4 separate regions of the Zea mays genome follow, and all the other regions are linked to region 1. A link is a contact called in public Hi-C data. All regions are on one chromosome and are shown on one strand. The core of a region is the stretch at or near the end of the contact, and the rest is flanking DNA. Distances in the headings are between cores, read along the strand shown.

Region 1 (3,555 bases), core at 645-3,144:
TGATGTAGCTAGGTCAATTACTCAAAAAAAAGGTATACACAAAGCAAAGTATGAAGGTCTGCATAAAATGGTACTGCAAAACAAGAGATACCCAAAAAAGTTTAGTTCGGAAGCAGTTCGCCGAAAGCAGTTCACTGTTTACAGTACCACGAATGACGAGAGGAAAGTTCGCCGAGATGGGCCAAAAGCGCGGCAGCATATAGCAAGATACTCAGACCGAACTGAAAATCCTCACTCGCGGAGCAATGCAAACCACTGCCATTTCAAGCAAATCAAAGCAATTGCTAGTAAATACAGCAGTGCTCACCAGGCCCACAACTGTGAACTGACACAGGTTGTCAAGAACAAAGCAAACGAAAAGAAAGCACAAGGCTAACCACCACTAAACTAATATGGCGGCCGAGGTTAACCTTAATCCCCGACCCGGCCTCTGTCGTGCACTCCTGACGATGCTCACCACCAAGGCAACAACTCGACACCCGTACACCTGAAGCCGCCGCACATAGGGAATCCCACCGGACGGACGGAGCAACAACAACCCACACGGATCCCGAGAAACTGGAGGAGCAGCAGCGAAAAACAGCGCGGAAAGGCTAGCGACAATGAAGACGCTCGGAAGTAAAAAAAAAAGGATTCTCTCGACTAGGGTAGTGTCCCGTAATAAAAAAAAAACAGCCTCTGCCGCGCCCCGCGCACTGTGCCGTAGCGTACCGTGGATGGGAAAGCGGGGAGGGGGGGGAGCAGGGGGGCCTGCCGGCGGCTCTACGCGTCTGCGGCTCTACGCGGCCCGGCCGGCAGGCGTAGGGGCGTAGTAAACTTAAACTCCGCTCGCTCGCTCTTCCCGCGTAGTAGTACTACATGGCCACTAAAGTTGCGGCCTTTCAGTCCAGAGGAACTGCTCCGGTGGAGAGAGAAACAAAATTACGGCAGAACCTAATTCCTACATATATGCAGAAATGCAGAGTCGAAGTCTCAAAAAAACAACAACAACAACAACACAAGTTTAGATACCCTTCCGTGAACCGAAATAATTGACTACTGGTAGCGTTGGATTGTTTGACAGAATATGAACAGAAGGCGAAGCGCTTGGTTCGGTTGCATGTGCTCTGCGGGTCACCGCGCCAATACAATTCGGCCTCCGGTCCTCCCAGTCCCAACCGGAGGAGGATGTGTTAATAATAAATGTGGCTACGGCTTCCGTTCGAAAGGGCGACGCCGCTCTAGGTCCATTCCCGACCCGACCCGACCCGACCCGACAGAAATTCGAAAGCGAAAACGGAGGCGCGCGGAGTCAGGGGTCAGGGCGACTTTTTCCCCTAAAATCCAGCGCTGGTATCCGGGGCTTATTTTTGCATGGTATTGGGTAGTACTCACCACTCTGTATTTGATGTGAATCAAATGTGGGCGACGCGCCGCGACGGTGCTCTTTCGGAGCAGCTCGAACCGTTCCAATCACTCACGCGCGCAACCAAACCGATCGAGATGGTAGGTAAAAAAACAAAAACAAAAAAAAACAAAAAAACCAGACGGGCGGAGCGGAGAAGCCAAAGCGGATCGCGGCGCCTAAAACGGAAGAGAGAGCACCGAGAATTCAGAGGCACGGCACTCACCCGCCGCGAGAGCACTCGACGGAGGGCTCTCCCGAAGCCGCCGGCGCCGCCGCCGACCTCCTCCCGCCGGCACGCGCCATCCCGGTTGCGGCCTGGATCGGAGGCCTTCGGCGGGAGGGTGTTTGGAGGGGACAGGACAGCGGGAATCGGAGGCGGGCGAGCTTGGGGGATGGGAAGGATCGGGCGCTCCTGTTGTAGTATTGGACGCGTCCTCTGCTCCGGACCCCGGCCGCCTCGTTTGCTCCGGTCTCCGTCCGTCCGTCCGTCGTCTCTGGTGGTCTTGGTTTCCAAGGCGGGCGTTTTGTCTCCGTCTCTCAATTGGCAGGCGCTCTTATTATGCTGGGCGGGCGTGGGCTGACCCCCGACGCGGTCTTCCAATTGGCCGCGTGGCGTCGCTTTCTCGGGGCCGGACTCGGGCCAGGGTGGGCCGGCTCGCCGGCCCCTGGATTCCTGTGCTACGACTCTTCTCCCTATCAGAGCATGTCCTTTCGTCATCAGATAAAAAAAAAATTGACGAAAGGCGACGAGGTCGTACCAGCAGCGACATGTCGTTCGCTAGGGCAGGGCACTGGTTCAGATAAAAAAGGAGCCAGAAAAGTTACTGGAACCTTACGTTACTACATACTTGTTGGCATCTCACCATACAAAAAAAAAACAGCGCAAGGCATCCGAAGCACTGATCCATCCTGCAGACGAAATAAAGCGTGATCCCCGTGTGCAAGTAGTCCAGACTGCATCGCATCACAGGTGCATGTGGTGGTGGAAGAAGGGAACTAGTGGCCTGGATTAAATCAAGTCACGAATCGCCCACCGTCGTCGTCTCCCAGCTCTGCCGAGTCCTGATGACCGAACCCACTTTTTAGGCTGTCAAAGGACATGAATGAATACATACTTTTGCATCCGAGCACGGGGCAAGCAAGGTCACGCTTTTGCCGATTGTTCTTCCTACCAGGCTACCACGGGCACACTAACTAGCTAGCAGCACTTTACACGGGAAACGGAATGGTGTGCACTAGTAGCATTCTTTTTTTTTCTCTTCCAGGTGCTGTTTATGTTAACATATAGAGATTAAGCCCAACAATGAACCGAGATACTGCTGTATGTATGATCCAGCAGTTTACGAGCATACTCTGATTGATTGATTAGCAAGCCAAAAGTTCCCTGGCTTTGGTGGTGCTGGCCTTCTAGTTTGCTGCTTCGGTATTTGTAACATGTTGCCAAATGGGCTGAACATAATTCAGCAAACCAAAAACAAGTGCCAAGTGGGGAACAATTGCGCTGCGCACCTGAGTTGAACAATTGGTGCTGTGACAGGAGAAGCGAGCAGCAGGTGCCAGGCTGCCAGCCGGCCGGCCGGCCGGGCAGCCGGCGCCCGGCGGTCGCTGGTCCGGATTCAGGAGGCAGGGTCTGCTGCCCCGGCCGTCGCAGCCACGGACACGGTCGGGGACTCGGGGTAAAGGTTAAGGCCTGCGCTGCAGATGACCCTAGCTACTGACGCCTACTGTACCAATTTATAGTAGTACACGTTTAACTAAGGCTTGGAACACCAAACCAACGAACAGAATAGACAGATCGTCAGTATCGGGATTCGGGAGTGCTCTTGTTACTGTAACCAACTGAAGGAATAGCATTGCTTAAGCCCTATGTATGCAGTATGCGTATGAGAAGCAAAGTCAAAGCCTCGCTTCGTAGTTCTTCCTTCTTATTTTTTATATAAAAAAAGAGGCGTACTTTGTCTCTTCTGCCCCCACACCATGTAAACAACGCCTGAACATGTGGCCGTGAACTTGCCAGGAGTTGGGTTGCAAAGGAAGATATGAGATGGTGGGGGTGGGGGGGGGGGGGGGGGGGGGGGGGGAATGGATTCGTTAATGCCTACTACTAGTCTACTACTGTAGAAGGATTCGACGCCTTTTGCATGGATATCTGTGCATTAACTCCGAAA
Region 2 (3,555 bases), core at 485-2,984, 460 kb before region 1:
CTTGGCAAAATTGCACTGCGGTTTCGGGAACACATACCATTAATTATTGGATCGTATTGTTGTAGTATAACTTTTTGTACATAATTCATTTGGCGCTAGCTCTGCATAAATTTGCACACATATGTGCATGGTTTGCAAATTAAAGTGAGGTGAGCTTATTAATTACCAAAGAGTCTTCGGTGGCCTTGGAATTGAGGACGCTCTTGTACACTTGGAGGAAGGGTTTTGCTTCCAAATTCTCGAACGTGGCGTTCTCTCTGAAGCATTCAGACTCGAGTCCTGCGCACGTACGTAAACATGTAAGGAGAGCTTTTAGTCCCAAATTAAACTCTAGTATATACGTATGAAACTTGTTCGATCGAGTGCATGGTAGCTAGGTACCTTCAAAGAACTCGGCCAGCTTGTTGAGGTTTCCGATGGCGAGCCTGTGGAGGTCCTCCCCGGCCCAGACCGGGAAGACGAAGACGGTGGTGCAGAGGCATGTGCCGACGCCGACGACGATGGTGGAGAAGCGCTGGTGGGCGAGGCGGATGAGCTCGTCGACGCGGTAGCTGGACACGGCCACCAGGCTGAAGGTGAGGATGAAGATGGTCACGCCGTAGTCGTACCGCGCCTTCACCTCCGGGATGAACCGCGAGAACGTCGCCGCCGACGCTGCAATAATACATAGTGCATGGTGACGACTGACGACGACTGTCGACGACTCGTGTGTCAAGAAAGCAACGGCGGCCACCGTACGTACGTACGTGCACGGCTGGCCAACCGCTCTTGCTTAGCTTCGCGCATGGCGAACATGCGTACGTGCGTGGTAAAAATGGTCTACAGGCACGGGAGGGTAATAAACGTGCATGGCCGACGCAAATTAATAAATTAATCGTGTACGTACAGAGCAAGAAGACGAAGACGGCGAGCAGCACGGGCTCGGCCTTGTCGCCGCACAGGTAGGCCACCTTGTGAGCCCCGACGGCGATGAAGCCGGCGGCCAGCGTCCCGCACGCTCTGTTCAGGCCTTTGCTCAGCGTGCCACCTGCCACACACATACATGACATGAACACACCCCGCGCGCACCAAGAACTCGTCACCATATATTTATTGTTTCTACAGTTCTACTGTGTGAAACTGTGAATAATGGCTGCTTGTAACGCAACACAGCTACTATATACGTGTGCGTATATACGTACACAGCATGTATATATACACTAATATATCTACAACGACCTGCTCACGATCGATCGGCTAGTTAGCTGCTTGTGTGTATATACGTGCGACGGAACGATCCGTACCACGACGTACGTACGTACGTACCGACGGTGTACTCCATGACGACGACGACGGTGAGCACGGCCCACATGGTGGACACCCCCCAGTTGTTGAAGAGCGGCCTGACGTAGTAGAGCACGGACACGAGCGTGAGCGCCAGGCCGACCTTGATGGAGTGCGCCACCCGCCGGGGGTCGTCCCTCGCGATCCTGCCCAGCTTGCGGGCGAACCCGACGACCTTGCCCCAGAGCATGCCCGCCGCCGAGCACAGCAGCTCCCAGCACCTCGCCCGCCGGAACGACCCGCCGCCGCCGCTTCCATTGACGACACCGCTCTCCATCTCATCAATCTCCATGACGGACGCTCGATCGGGGAACGGCGGTAGAGCCAGCTAGCTAGCTCTAGCCTGGTGAATTAATGACGACGACAGTGGGGCGGTAGGCAGGCTCTACTAGATGTGGTGCCGCGCGTGCGTGGTGCATGTCTCCATTGAGGCGCGGGCACGGAGGGCTTATATAAGCGGAGCTGCGGAGGGGAGGAGGAGATCAACCGGCCGGCAGCGGCTTCGGGATAACGGGGCACCGCAACACGGCAGCCAAAAGCGTGTGCGTGTGCCGTGGCCGCCGGCCTTTTTGTGCGGAATCTTGGCTCGCGACGACGTCGATCGGTCGGTGCGAGAGCCTAGAGCTCTCTTTCGTGTCGCAGTTCCGCTTGCTGCTGCTGCCTTGCTTGTTTCTCGCCACCACGCCGCGTGGGTGGTTGCTCTTGCCCTGTTCATGTGCCCAACTGCGCAAACTCGAAGGCAGCCATGCCTAGGCATGCACGCATGCCGGGTCGTTTGAGCTGGCTGCGACCTGTCTTCTGATTCAGGTCTGTGGCGTCTCCTGTCGACGAGGACGATTGTCCTTGTCCTTGTGCAGTGGCAGGGCATGCAAGGCCGCAACACGTACGTACGGTGAGATTGTGCATATGCATGCAGGCGAAGAACAACACAGATCGATCTCTTTTGACCTGTGTACACATGTCTGCAGCTGCTGGTCGGTCGGACGAGGTAGAACGCATCTTGGTCTTGTTGCCTTTCAGCGGCCGCCGCACAAACGCACGGCATGACTGCACCTATATACGATCGATGACTCATCTATGATCTGTACGGAGTAGTGGTACGACGTCTCTGAAACAGATCCCCACCCTCTGACTTCTCAATATATATAGATTATAAATGCGATGAGCGGCGCCCAAAGGATTTCTTTGATTTTAAAAAACACCTCCTTTAGCACCTGTGGCACTGGCATGTACTAGAAGCCATTCTGCGCACCATTTTTTATTAAAAAGAACCACGCCGAAAGGAAAAAGGTGAGGTCATGGTTTTTGCTGTACGCATGCATGCCGCCCCCCTGCTACTACGCAACTAGGCTACGGCTAGCAATCGAGACGCCACATGACTTATCAATCTACCTCTTTTTGCTTGATTTTAGGTACACCTCAAATGTAGCTTATCACATTGATATACTATAATCCTATTAAAGGCTGGTTTAGAAATTTACTATAATCCTATTAAAGGCTGGTTTAGAAATTTAGGGTGTGTTTGGTTGCATGCATAAGGAGTGATAAAACGGGACGGCTGCAGTTTATATAATGTTTGGATGAGAGTCACGCAGGGTCGAGGTAAACACCGAACAATTTTTTTGTGACAGCGTGCTTTTAAAAAATCGAGGGGACGATGTCGCCTCCCGTCTCATCCTACTTTGATATCAAACCAAATATATTATTAATTCCTCTTTAAGATTTCCGATAACTTCCTAGAGAGGATTTAAGTTTCTAAACTAGCCCTAAAAAACAATCTCGTTAAAACATTAGTTCAAGCATGCACTTCTATTCTGCCGGGACGCCAAATTTATGAGCCTTGTTCAATGCATTTGCACTAGGGATATATGGATCCCGATGTTAAAAAAGACTCCCAAAGATCCCATATGAATATTCGTTTTAATGTCACACTATATTCGGATTTGCTTCCTATGACTTTTTCCTATCCGATTCTAAATTTATATTAAAAATGCAAAACACTCCTGCATCATCTATATCCTTGAGCAGTGGCGGAGCCAGGATCTCTCTAAGAGTAGGGCCAACAGATATAACACTAAAAAGATTTGTATCAGCTAAAAAAAATTAAACCGTGCAAATGCATAACTAATGGCACATATAAACAACATTTGAACATAATAATTACAATTTAAGGTAAAATTGACTTAAACAAGTAGTTAACTAATTCAGAAAATGTTATATCTTCGACTTAAT
Region 3 (3,555 bases), core at 403-2,902, 340 kb before region 1:
TATATATATATATATATATATATATATATATATATATATATATATATATATATATATATATATATATATATATACTGTTTTTATATATTACACCTGGGTGCATTCAATATAGAGAATGCACCCAGGCCGAACCTACGCGCCAGGTCCGAGCCAACCGTCCCACCCAGGTCGTCTTCGTCCGTCTTCGTCCCTCCTGCACGTCTTTGTCGCTCCCGCCCGCTCCCGACAGAACCTTTTCACTTTCCCGCCCACGCCCCTCTTTCTCCACGAACGACTCAACCTCTTCACATAAGTTGCAATCACATCAGACCAGCAGTTGCAATTACAACAGACAGTAGTTGCAATCATTGTTTTGTTTAACAGATTTTTGGACATAGTTATATAGAAGTTGGAATCACACCAGACCAGCAGTTGCAATTACACTAGAAAGCAGTTGCAATCACACCAGACAATAGTTGCAATCATTGTTTGTTTAACAGATTTTTGGACATAGTTATATAGAAGTTGCAATCACACCAGACCAGCAGTTGCAATTACACCAGACAACAGTTGCAATCATTGTTTGTTTAACAAATTTTTGAACATAGTTATAAAGAAGTTGCAATCACACCAGACCAACAGTTGCAATTACACCAGACAGCAGTTGCAATCATTGTTTGTTTAACAAATTTTTGGACATAGTTATATAGAAGTTGCAATCACACCAGACCAGCAGTTGCAATTACACCAGACCAGCAGTTGCAATCATATTTTTTTAACAAAATTTCCAGAGTTATTCAGTACTTGCAATCACATCAGAGCAACTCAGCAGTTGCATCCACACCACACCAGCAGTTGCAATTACAATACACCAGCAGTTGCAATCATTGTGTTTACATTTTTAACAGATATTTGGGTAGAATTATACAGCAGTTGCAATCACACCTAATGCGAGGGACATGGAGGCGCGCTGACAGAGAGGCGCGCGGCGGCGCGGGGACAGGGAGGCACGCGACGGCGCGGGGACAGGGAGGCGCTCGGCGGCGGTGGGGAAGAGGGTGGCGCTCGGCGGCGGTGGGAGAGAGGGTGGCACTCGGCGGCGGTGGGGGAGAGGGTGGCGCGGGAACAGGGAGGCGCGCGGCGGCGGGGGGCAAGAAGGCGCGCATACAGGAGGTCGAGACGTGCTCGAGGTGTTATTGCAGGTGGGTGCATTCAATATAGAGAATGCACCCAGGTGCATTTTAGTGCCGCCGTGTATATATATATATATATATATATATATATATATATATATATATATATATATATATATATATATATATATATATATATATATATATATATATATTGTGTAAATAAGGGGTATGAAGCACAAACATACCTAACACACAAATGTATAGTACAATTGTTGACAGAAAACAGATATGTACAAATGCATAAAAACATCAGCCTAAAAGTCTAATAATTAGTCGTAGGTTCTGATATACTGCACGAATTCAAATCTAGAAATTCTGAGGCAAAATTAAATTTCTGTGAATGTATAACAAAAGTTAATTGTTGTTACCGGATCTAAAAGACACCAATTTGGCCCATAGTAGCAAGCCCTGGTCCGTCCGTTGATATGGCAAGCAGGGCAGACCAGCTATCGAAACCTGGGCGTGCCGTGTACTGCCAATCCAGCCCAGGTGGATGCCGCCGCTACTGAATATCAGCCCAACTATTAGAGTTCCTCCACATGCATCTCCAGCCTCCCGCCGCTATGGCGAGCTCGGGCCGAAGCCCTCGCTCAAACAGCAGCAGGCAGCCGACCGCGATGCCGTTGCCCATATTTTAAGCCGCGAACCCCAAATCCGATGGGTATCTAGGGATGGTAATAAATCGTGATCCAAATACTTCACATAATGATAGGATTCAAAATAAAATTTAGTTCAAAATGGAATAGAAATAGAGTTCGATCATAATCTGATTCGATTCTTAAATCTTATAATGTAAAATTTAGAGTCCATTATCACCCCCTACGGGTACCCGACCCAACGGGTGCGGGTATGGGTGAAGATTTTGACCCACGGGTGTAACTCGCACGGTCGCACCTGACCCGAAGTTTCGCGGGTGTGGGTGCGGGTTTCTATTTCAACTCGCGGGTGACCCATTCCCGGCCCGAAATTTGTTTCATTCTTTATTTTGTGCAAAAATAATTAAGATACAATAGTAATTATTTTGAAAAAGTAACTTGGCTAATGATTCAAGAAATGTTTTGTGGCTGCACAACGTAAAAAGGCTTAAATTTGTACATATAACTTAACTATTGTTGCTACTTAAGTGCCTATTGTCAAATTATTATTTAAAAGTGTACACTCAGTAAAAACCGCGAGCGACCTAAAACCCACCCGAATCCCGATGGGTGGATTCGGGTGCGGTTTTGGTATTGCACCCGCGGGTGACCCGAAATCCACCCGAAACCCGATAGGTTCGAGTGCGGGTTTGGAATTGCACCCACAGGTGCGATCATGGACAGGTTTCGGTAGTCTTCACGGGTGCGGTCGCGGGTGGATTTTTGCTCCATCCAACCCGAACCCGATCCATTATCATCCCTGGTTGCACACCTCCATTGGGTGGACAGGGTGGGCCTCGCCCACCCTCTGATTTTGATCGTGCTAAATTATATATATAGTTTTGACTAATTTGTCTCTTTTGATTCTCATACGTTGTATAAATGCAAACTTTTTTATTTATTGATTTTATAAAATTGGATTACCCTAACTTTAAATCATAGATTCTCTACTTATTCGCTACTGTACACCTTCGTGATCATCGCTATACACCGAGTAGCGTGGTCTGTTTAGTTCGTGGCTAATTACACCACACTTTACTTAATGTTAATCATTTGAATTGAAAAACTAATTTTAAATAAATTATAGTAAATTAAACAACGAACTAAACAGACCGTAGAAAAGGCATAAATGTCATGTCTGTCCGTCACCTGTTATACGCTAGAACTCGACGACTGCTAAGTAGTAGCATGTGCGTCACATCATCTAGGACACAAATCCAGATTTGATACTCTGTGTTATGCGGCGTTGAGAATTGAGATGTTATACGCCGGAGCTCGGTGCCTATGTAGCAATGTGCCCTACATCATCTAGGACATTTTCTAGGTTTGATACTCAATATGGCGTCGAGATGTGTTATTTTCGATTTCCTAAATCTATAAATAATTTTAAAACGTTTAGTGATATAATTATTAATATTTTTAAAAATACTTAAAAATCTTCTTTCCGGGTATGCGGCCTCGCCCTGGCATCCGAGAGTCGGAGAGTGTGGTCCCAACTTTTTTGGATTTTAGCCTTTTTGGGTTTTTTTTGCACAACTATGCTCTTTTCAGTTTCATTTAAAAAAATGGAGTCCAACCTCGGCGTCATCATCATTGGTGCCGAGATAACGCACAGCGACGCCAACTTTTTTCCTACGTGGCAGCCGATGTGGCAAGTCACAGGGGTTCGGCGTCATAGATCTTGGCGTCGACCCCCCTTGACGGCGGGGTCCGGCGCTATTCAGGGGGGTCGGCGCCAAGATCTA
Region 4 (3,555 bases), core at 367-2,866, 290 kb before region 1:
TGCCGTATCTCTACGTATGATTAGGTATGAGACGACGAACAAACAGACGACTAGATCAAACGCGAGAATAGTGACCAAATGCAAATGGTGATCGGTCTTGGTTGGCTGCGGAACGCTGGCATGCGATATCAACAAGGGTAGGATGCCATGTGCGACGCCAAGCACGGCGAGCCCCTCCAAACTCTGGCGTGCATCTTGAGCATCTCCCGCGCCCTCTCCCTCGGGCGCTCGCCCGATGCGCCGGCCTGCACCAGGTACAGCAGCCTCGCTACTACTCCGACGGCAAGCATCTCCTGCAGCACCGCGGGGGTCGCGGAGTGCCTGGCCACCGCGTGCAGCGCGCGCACCGCGCTCTCGGTGGCGGTGGGGGACAGCCGCGTCGCGGCTCGCGCAACAACAGCCAGCCCTGCCGGGTGGGCCACGAGCTCCAACCGCCCTTCTGCGCAGCCGCACAGATGATCGATGGCAACCACCGCGAGCTCCACCGCCCGCTTGCCGTTGCTGCCACCGCACCCGCACCCCACGTTGAGGAGCAGCTCCACCACCGCCGCCACGGCGCCGGCCTCGACTGCCTTGACGCGGTTGCGGCCCCACGGGCAAAGCCGGCAGAGCACGTGAAGCGCCACCTTGATCGCCTTGGGCGACAACGTCCGGTCTGCCACCACCCTCACGACGCCCTCGACCAGATCCGTGCTCGCCGAGCTCAGCTGCGAGGGCTGCATCGCCGACAGCGCCGCCTTCAGCAGGTGCATCGCGTACGTGCGCGCCCGGTAGTTCGGCGGCCAGCGCAGCACGGACGCTAAGGTGTCCACGAAACCGTCGCTGCTCTCCAAGGCTCTCTTCAGGCTCGCCTCGGAGAGCTTGAGAGAATGCAAGATGCTCAGAGCCGCCTCCTCCGGCGAGCACGCCTTAGGGGAGTCCGGCACGCCGCACATCGGCTCCTCTTGGGATCTGCATCCGCCGAGAGGCTTGGACGACGACGTGCCTGCGGCGTGTTTCTTGACGACGGACACGAGGAACTCCACGGCTTCTGGCACGCCCTCGACGCAGCGCCGGTTGCGGTCGCTCTCCCCGATGATGTCCGCGAGCTCCCTGAGCGCGGCCAGCACTTCCTGCTGGCCACCCTTCTTGGCGCAGCCCACGATCGCGGCGACGCGGTCGGCGTCGACCGGTGGGCGCGGGGTGGGGAACCGCTCGACGGCGTGCGCGGCGCACCAGGACTGGATGAGCCGCCGGAGCGTGTGGTTGGGCGTGGGCTCGAGGTCGTCGGCGCCCAGCGGCAGCTTGGTGACGGGGCAGTCGCCGTGCCCGTCGGTGAACAGCCAGCGCTCGATGCTGTCGCGGTCGTAGGTGATCCCCGACGACAGCGTGACCGGGTCCCGCATGACCTCCAGCGAGATCGGGCACACGAAGAACTTGGGAACCTCCACCGGCGCCAGAGCCAGAGCCGGCGCCCGCGCCCGCGCCCGCTCCATGGATTCTATTGATCCTGCCTGCGCAGCACGCAGCACACCTTGCGCGTCGTTTACCTGCTGCGCACCTATCTACGCATGAAGCTAGCTAGCTAGCTACAAGGCTAGAAAGTGGAGAGAGAAAGAGTCTGTGGTCAAAACGGGAAAGGTTCTGGAGCAGAATGGGACGGGGGGCGAATAAGCTTTTATACAGGAGAGGAAGAAGATAGGAGAAGAAGAGAGACGAGCCGCGAGGTTCACGGACAAGTGGGTGCCGCCGGTCTTGGTTCGGTGGATTCTTTTCTACCAGCACTGTTTACGAAGGGTGAGCAATGCAAGGAGCGTGGTTTGACGCAGGTGGTGGTTGATCCAGAGCTCTGGTTGGTGTGGAAGTGGAAGAGAAAATAAATATGGCGGCCGCGCCCGCGCCCGCGCTGCGAAATTAATAGCGAGATCACCGTTGGTCGCGCGGGATCGGAAGCGAAGGTCCACCGGGTCGTACATGGTTGCCGGACGGCGCGGGGCGGCCACCGCGAGGCACGAGCACGGACCACGAAATGTTCCGCGCCTTTGACCTTGCTCCTGCATGGATTTAGGCACTGCTTTTGCATCAGTTTTGGTTAGTTTCTAAATTCTGAATTCTCAGAGAAAACTGATAGTAGGATGTTACAATTCCACGGTGTTGAAGAATCTGACTTCATTTAAAAGTAGAGGGATCTAAGCAGACCCTTAAATTAGTTTTGTTTATTATCCTAGAGCCTACCCCGTCGACTCTTCCTTCGTTCGACTCGCTGCCTTTGACAATGTCTCGCGTCAGCTGCTGATCAGCTCGGAAATTTTCAAGTTTCAATCTTCAATTAATTTCACTGCTAGTAGGATAACGTCAACCGAATTAATGCCCGCTGCAGTTCTCGGTTGGGGCTGTATATATGCAATTTCATGTGCGTATTATATGCTCTGATTGCATCTTTCGAATGAAGGGAAGAAGATATGGGCTATGAGGGACCCGCTCAACAAATTATTTAAATTTTGGACCTTCGGAAGAATATGATTATAATGCCCTTGTGGCTTACTGCTTCGGAGGTCTAAAGCAAGATTTTAAATAGCCAGCTATAGCGGTCGATATATCCCGATATATCCTTTTTATCAGCGAAAAGTTACGTTGTTTAGCCCGATATATCTAGCTATATCGCGATATATCACAATATTTGCATTTTTTGAAAGTTTGGGGATAAATTCATTTTCCCGCTATTTAAAACACTGGTCTAGAGTAATCCTAACATGCATGGTTTCAAACTTCATTAAGGGCTTGTTAGGTTTCATTAAAATCTATATTGATTAGAGGGGATTGAGTGGGTTTCAATCCATAGCAAGTCAAAATTCTTCATATTTTATTTCCAATCCCTTGCAATCCATGAAACACAGAAATAACTCAACATGGCCTAAATGATAACCTTGTTTTAGTCTTTTTATTAATAGAAATTGACACTGTGCAACGCCATAGGGGCAACTGCCTAGGTCATACCAAAGGATTTGCATAGTGTTTCTTATGGGGAGTGCTTCCATGTAGCCACATCACTCTGCTCTCATGTATTAATGTTTCTCATACCTCTTACCATGGTGTGGTTCTCCCCACGTCCTGTCTTGATGAGGTGGATCATCCCAATCTTCAGACATGTAAGAGCTCCTATCAATGTTGTAATACATTCTAGTTTAATCATGCGAAATAGCTCTATGCCCACCATGCATGTCAATGTGTGGCTTGTGTGTATCTCTAATTTAACGCACAATATTGAAGTTATAACCCGGTATGTGAATTTATAGGAAAAATCCTCGATACAGGGATCTAAAGCTCAACCTGCAAAAGCATCTAAGCAATAGGAATTTGCTAAGTGAGAAAAGTGTGTCCTTGATCACGTTCTAAGTGAGAAAAGTGTGTCCTTGATCACGTTGCTTGGCCTATATAACATCTACTATTATGTTCTCACCTATGCATTGTATAGTTAGGTTAACCTGATGGGACCTAATAGGTCATACCTAGATTTGTCCCCCTATACCTTGTTTACACCTATGTTACTTATTATTAGGTAGACTTGCTAGTGCA

Evidence for each region. Hi-C and Micro-C count contacts between places; a contact is called where the count stands out from the background.
Region 2: a contact with region 1 is called in a Hi-C map of leaf mesophyll, with 2.4 times the contacts expected there. The contact joins the promoter of LOC100037822 here to the promoter of LOC100281427 in region 1. A contact is called at or near these places in 7 of 25 Hi-C or Micro-C datasets (bundle sheath, ear, endosperm and 4 more).
Region 3: a contact with region 1 is called in a Hi-C map of leaf, with 7 times the contacts expected there. The contact joins the enhancer-like site here to the promoter of LOC100281427 in region 1. A contact is called at or near these places in 3 of 25 Hi-C or Micro-C datasets (ear, leaf and tassel).
Region 4: a contact with region 1 is called in a Hi-C map of leaf, with 6 times the contacts expected there. The contact joins the promoter of LOC100274458 here to the promoter of LOC100281427 in region 1. A contact is called at or near these places in 2 of 25 Hi-C or Micro-C datasets (leaf and tassel).

What each region holds. Positions count from the first base shown.
Region 1 is chr2:56,902,817-56,906,371 of Zm-B73-REFERENCE-NAM-5.0, reverse strand. It overlaps LOC100281427, which reads right to left and starts at 1,894. Exons shown (of 8, transcript NM_001368010.1): 1 at 1,611-1,894.
Region 2 is chr2:57,358,565-57,362,119 of Zm-B73-REFERENCE-NAM-5.0, reverse strand. LOC100037822 (aluminum-induced transporter) reads right to left here and starts at 1,734. Exons shown (of 6, transcript NM_001112522.2): 1 at 1,306-1,734; 2 at 887-1,027; 3 at 382-654; 4 at 167-279; 5 at 1-15. The coding sequence starts at 1,615.
Region 3 is chr2:57,241,543-57,245,097 of Zm-B73-REFERENCE-NAM-5.0, reverse strand. No RefSeq gene overlaps it. Among protein-coding and RNA genes, the nearest start is that of LOC100274458, 54 kb to the right of the region's middle. Within about 2 kb of position 1,652, at least 16 of the 20 cell types and tissues checked have an H3K27ac peak or open chromatin away from gene starts, as enhancers often do. A contact at or near this core is called in ear, leaf and tassel, where this site is marked.
Region 4 is chr2:57,187,733-57,191,287 of Zm-B73-REFERENCE-NAM-5.0, reverse strand. LOC100274458 (ubiquitin-protein ligase) reads right to left here and starts at 1,616. Exons shown (of 1, transcript NM_001148817.1): 1 at 1-1,616. The coding sequence starts at 1,475. The coding sequence ends at 129.